2 separate regions of the Sus scrofa genome follow, and region 1 is linked to region 2. A link is a contact called in public Hi-C data. All regions are on one chromosome and are shown on one strand. The core of a region is the stretch at or near the end of the contact, and the rest is flanking DNA. Distances in the headings are between cores, read along the strand shown. Region 1 overlaps LUZP1 (leucine zipper protein 1). Region 2 holds the start of KDM1A (lysine demethylase 1A).

The links. A called contact is a pair of places that touch in the nucleus more often than the background predicts.
Region 1: a contact with region 2 is called in a Hi-C map of embryonic fibroblasts, with 2.1 times the contacts expected there. The contact joins the enhancer-like site here to the promoter of KDM1A in region 2. A contact is called at or near these places in 5 of 47 Hi-C or Micro-C datasets (embryonic fibroblasts, fetal heart ventricle, fetal skeletal muscle and 2 more) and 1 of 2 datasets of contacts at active chromatin or transcription factors (alveolar macrophages).

What each region holds. Positions count from the first base shown.
Region 1 is chr6:80,971,707-80,974,406 of Sscrofa11.1, reverse strand. It overlaps LUZP1 (leucine zipper protein 1), which reads left to right. Exons shown (of 4, transcript XM_021095506.1): 4 at 1-1,144. It also overlaps a transcript of KDM1A not described here. Among named protein-coding and RNA genes, the nearest start is that of KDM1A, 70 kb to the right of the region's middle. Within about 2 kb of position 1,261, at least 6 of the 83 cell types and tissues checked have an H3K27ac peak or open chromatin away from gene starts, as enhancers often do. A contact at or near this core is called in embryonic fibroblasts and fetal skeletal muscle, where this site is marked.
Region 2 is chr6:80,902,105-80,904,804 of Sscrofa11.1, reverse strand. KDM1A (lysine demethylase 1A) reads right to left here and starts at 1,309. Exons shown (of 22, transcript NM_001112687.1): 1 at 897-1,309. The coding sequence starts at 1,250.

The DNA.
Region 1 (2,700 bases), core at 12-2,511, 70 kb before region 2:
TCACTGTCCCAGCCAACAAACCCACTTTTATGATCAGCCTCTTCTGCAGCTGGGCTTAACTCTGAATTTCACCGGCAGGTGTATGGTTGAGGGAGGGTTCCTAATAAGGCTGGAGACTGGCATTCCAGAGCTGCTTGGTTGGAGGAAGTAATAAAGTTGGCTAAATGCTAGGAGCTGGTCTCCACATGTTGCCGCCTGTCTATCACCACTCTGATACTAGAAGCAACCAGAAAAAGCTGCAGGGATGGTGGACAAAGAAACTATGGCTGTTTTTGCTTTTGTGTGGCAACAAAGCAGTTATAGGGTGCGTTAAAGGGATTGCAGTGGGGCCAAGGACTCAACCTCAGCCACAGGCAAACTTGCACATAACTCATCCCCCTCTCATGGGGTATGGGAGGGCCTGTATTGATCTTGGACTTGTCATCCTGGGGCAGTTTTAGTTCTTTATGTTTAGTGGGTTAGTGTCAAGTGCTACCACTTCCCAGTAAAGGAAAAGGGACTTGGTCTCTGGGTCCCCAGCCGCCTTCATTGGTGGGGGTTTTTTTTGTTTGTTTTTTTGATATTGTTACTCTGACAAAACTGCTTTGGAAGAGCTGCTTTTAGGGATTACCTTTCAAATACCCCAGGGTGGGGAATAGGGTTCTCCTCAAAGCCTCACAACCAAGATCATAGGAAAGGGGCCCTACCTTCCTGCTGCTTCACAGCTCAGAACATGTACTGAATGGAATGTATTTTTAAGAGAATAAAGTCTATTTTTTTTTTTTTTTGTATTTTAAAGATTGGGAGGGCTAGGGAAGTAGTCCTCAAATAAACTGTTGTTATTACATTATAGGCGTCCTTGCTAGGGGACATCAGTATCTGTTGGTCCACACCTACTTGCTCAGGCAGGTGCTCTGGTCTCACCCTGCCCCTTGGAGTCTAGGTGCAGCAGCTTCTCCTACATTCCTGCTCCAAGCATGGGACCAACGAGGCCAGACCTTGTCGCTGGAAACCAGGGTGAAGCCATGAGCAGTGACTCAGGGCTCCTTGGGTGCATGTGTATAGTTGAAGCTGCCTGTCTGCATGTATCCTCTGGCTCTAATGCTGTCTGTTGGCTCTGCAGCACAATATGTAACCAATAAAGCTCCCTAGTTTCCATGTGTGAGTGTGAGTCAGTGATGCTGTTTTTGTTGATGTCATTTCTCTGTACAACTGTTGCTATGCACTGGTGCAGGGAGTACTACTATTTCACTGTATGTTATTGAAAATACTGATGCCATAAAGACTGGAAACATAGCTGAGGCTTGGGAAACGACATTCCTTGGACTGTATAACTGGAGTTAGAATCATCTATATAGCAGCTGTTTCACTGCTACATTTTATTTTTAGAATTATCCTCACACAAAAAACCAATCATCTCCATCGCTCAAGCTGCCTATATGCCATTTATTTAAAAAACAAAAACTCTTTACCACTGGGCTCAGATTAATCCTCCTGAGGTAACAATATTAATGGTAAAGCTAGGATTTGCCAAATACTAGCTTTACTACCTCTCCAAAGCCACTAAACTTTTCACTACATGCTAATCTCATCTTTATATCAGTTATACCACTTGCTCTGATTCTGATTTTTCCCATGGCTGTCCCTCATCCCCAGGCTAGGAAAAAAGCCCTGTCCATCTTCATTTTCCAGTCAGACTACCAATGTAATGCTCTTTAAATCTTAGTAAGAATAAAACCTGATTTAAACTAATGTTAGGTAAGAATAGACTCACAGGAGTAAAATCCACTTTCCAGAAGCAGATTATGTATATTCACTTACAGTAACACAATGTTAGAAGCCTCTGGAAGGAAGAGGCACTGGTCCCTCCTTATTGTAAAAATTGTTTTAACCTTACGTGGCAACGAAAGGACTGCAGGATTTTGAGATGGGAAGGATGATCTGGATGGGCCTGAAGTGAAATCATAAGTGACCTTATAAAAGGGAGACAAAAGATCTGACTACAGAACAAGAGAAGATGATGGTGGAAGCAGAGACTATGGAGTAATGTGCTTTTAAGATGGAGGAAAACATCTGGGACCACAAGCCAAGGCACTAGAAGCTGAAGAAGGAAATGGAATCTTCCCTCAGTTTGCTACTGTAACTTGTTATATAGCAGCAGTGGGGAATTAATATACCATCTAGGCTCCTTAAACTTTTATACCAATACTTTGGACGGAAGTGGGAAGTTAGCAATATACCCATGGAGGGAATCTGGAGGAATAGAGCCAGAATGGTCTGCCAGAGGCCCACCCAAACTTTGTGTCAAGTCTTGTGTTTTACCTTGACAATTCCTAATATCCATATACTTGACCTTCAGCTTTATACCCTTGGCACAGGGTCGCCCCACAGACCACGAATCCCTTTGCTTCCATGGGAACCACCCTCAACCCTGACCCAACCAAAGCATTTTTCTCCTTTATGTAAATAAACATCCTCCTTATTTAAACATGGATAAACTGGCATTTTCAAAGGTGTTAACTAACCCTAAGGGGAAACGAAAAAGATAGGACTAATTTTCTAAGAAGTTTTATTCTCAAAATATAAAAAAACCACCACACACAAGGAACTAAGATGTCCTCTCAGAGCACTTACTTGCCTCAAGTCCTAATAAGGGACACAGACTCCCACGCTAATGGACAAGTGCCTCCCTAGTTCTAAGTCACTCAAAGGAGGCGAGCT
Region 2 (2,700 bases), core at 60-2,559:
GATACCTTATCACATTGTAAGTGTAGGGCTTACATTCCAGTTCCACCACTTACCCAGCTTTGTGACTCTGGGCAAGTTGCTTAAACTGTGTGCCTCAGTTTACTCATTCCTCAAGTGGGGCTAGCAATACCTGCCAATTGGTGTTTAGCCAAAATACAATGTTGGTGACGCTCTGAACACAGCACCTGGCACCCAGAGATGTGAGGCAAGCTATCGCCTGTACATATCGTCATGTGACAAATCTTTTTCTTCCTGTATATCTACACCTTGACTAATTGATATTTGCCCTCTTCATCAGCTTCCTCCTTTGTAAAAATCTACGTCAAAAGAACGTTGACAGGATAAAAAGAAAAAGAGGAAAACTCTCCAGCATACAGAAAGGGCTCGAAAAAAAAAACCAAAAAACTTCCTTTTTTTCTGTCTTCAAGGCTAAGGCAATTTCTTTAGCATCATCCTACAGCCCCAACACGCTCCCAGCTGAAACACAAAAATACTGCCGAGCGGCTTCCAGATACATCTGTGAACAAGTGATATACGTCTTCAACAAGGCCCACCACAACTCCACGTCAGGGAGCCATTTTTTCCCAACCAAGAAAAGGAAAAGGTGTACGAGATGCAACGAGTAAAACAGCTCTCCCCGCCATCCCCCTTTCTCCCTGGACGGCCGGGTCCCAGCACAAAGACGCATTCACCGCTGGCAAAGACCTTCCCCTCTCTCACCCCACCCACCCGACTAGTGGGGGGGTGGGTGGAGATCCGTGACTGGGGAGGTCGAGGTGGGCGTGGGGCTCAAGGCCCAAGACCCCGGCAAGCGAGGGTGAGTGGTTATGGGGCTGGACAAGCTCGAGGAAGCTAGGTACTGGGATTTGTGGTTCAAGGGAGGGGTCGCGCCTCACCTTCGCCCGCTTGCGCCGGCTGGTCCGTCGCCCCTCCGGAGTCTCTGCGATTCCCGTTTCCATGGGGGTCGCAGATCCAGGCACGACGGTAGGCCCGGCTTGAGGCCCGGCGGACCCCGGCGGCTCGGCCAGGCCCCCGGGGGGAGAGGCTCGCGGGGGCTCCTTCTTGCGGGGAGTGCGCTCCCCAGCTGCCCCCGGCCCGGCCTCGGCGGGGCCGGACAGGCCCGCGGGCGGCGCAGTCACCTCCGAGCCGTTCTCCGCGCCGCCCGCTGCCGAGGCACCGGCCTCCGACCCGGCCGCTGCCGCCGCCGCCGCCGCCGCTGCGGCGGCTGCTGCTTTCTTCCCAGACAACATCTCGGGCCGCCTGGCCGCCGACGGCCGTAGGGGCCGCTCGGTCTGTCGGTCCGTGGGTCCGAAGCCGCCTTGCCTCACTTCACACAGTCTGCGCGCTACCAACCGCCGCCGTGAACGCACACGCGCGGAGCGCGCTCCCGCCGCGCCGGGACAATAAGGCCAGAGACGCCCACGGCCCCGCCCTCCCCGCTGCCATAGAGCGGCGTCCTCCAGGCTAGAGCGGCGCCATGGCAAACAGCGCGATGCTTTCCTAGAGCGTCTCCTTAGCCTTTGGGATCGGTCCCAACACCGTCCCTACCCTAGGGTTTCTGGGCCGGATTGCACCTCCGAGGGCGACCATTTCCTCCAGGGACTTGCGTGCTCCCTCATTCATTCATTCATTCATTCATTCATTCTCATTCACCTACTTGTCAACTCAACCAATATTTATTAAGCTTTACTGACTGACAAGTTCTGGCTTTCAAATAGTTTACAGTTTAGTGAGGGAAAACACTGACATGTAACTGGTAGATCTTATTTACTATTCATAATTGTCCTACTTGAACTGGGGGAATCTTGGAGAGCAACTGAGTTTCGTGGTAATAAAATGGAAAATAAAATAGGAAACGCAATATGCGTCCAGAAGGGATTGCCCTTGCTTCCAGAGCTTTGTTTATGCTCTTCATTTTGTCTGGACCCTCTCCCTCCTTCACACTCCCTCACTCGCACCCTTTTCCACTCCTACGCTCCCCATCCCCACAACATGACATCTTTCCACTCCAGGTTAATTCTTTCTAATGTCGCTGATGGTGGTGGTGGTTTATTCTTTTAATTCCTCAAGGAATACTTCACTGACTTGGAACAGACTGCGTTCAAGTTTATTCCCACTGGGACATGGAGCGGTAATTGCTTTTTCACAAGTCTGTGTCTTCAAAGCGTAATTTTCAAACAATGGAAGTTTGAGAACTGGTGAAATTAATCTCTAGTGATAGACTCCAATCAGTGGTTGCCTGGGATGAGGGTGGAGGTTGACTTCAAAAGAGCTGGAGAGAACAGGCTGAGAGTGATTGAAATGTTTCCTATCGTGATTGGGGTGTGAGTGTATTAGTCAAAACTCATTTTAACTATACACATAAAATAGGTATATTTTATGTCAACTGTACTTCGATGAAGTTGAATTATTATTATTATTTTTTTAATTTTAGCCACCCTAGGCATATGGAGTTCCTGGGCCAGGGATCAGGGCTCAGTTCCCAGCAGCTGTTTCAACCTATGCCACAGCTACAGCAGCACTGGATCCTTTAACCCACTGTGCCGGGTCAAGGGTCCAACCTGTGTCCTGGTGCTGCAGAGATGCCCCGATTCCCTTGCACCACAGTGGGAACTCCTTGAATTATTATTTTTTAAACTAAGCAAACAGAAAAAGAGACAAGTTCAGAAAACTAGAAGCTATGCCAAAAAGTGTAATCAC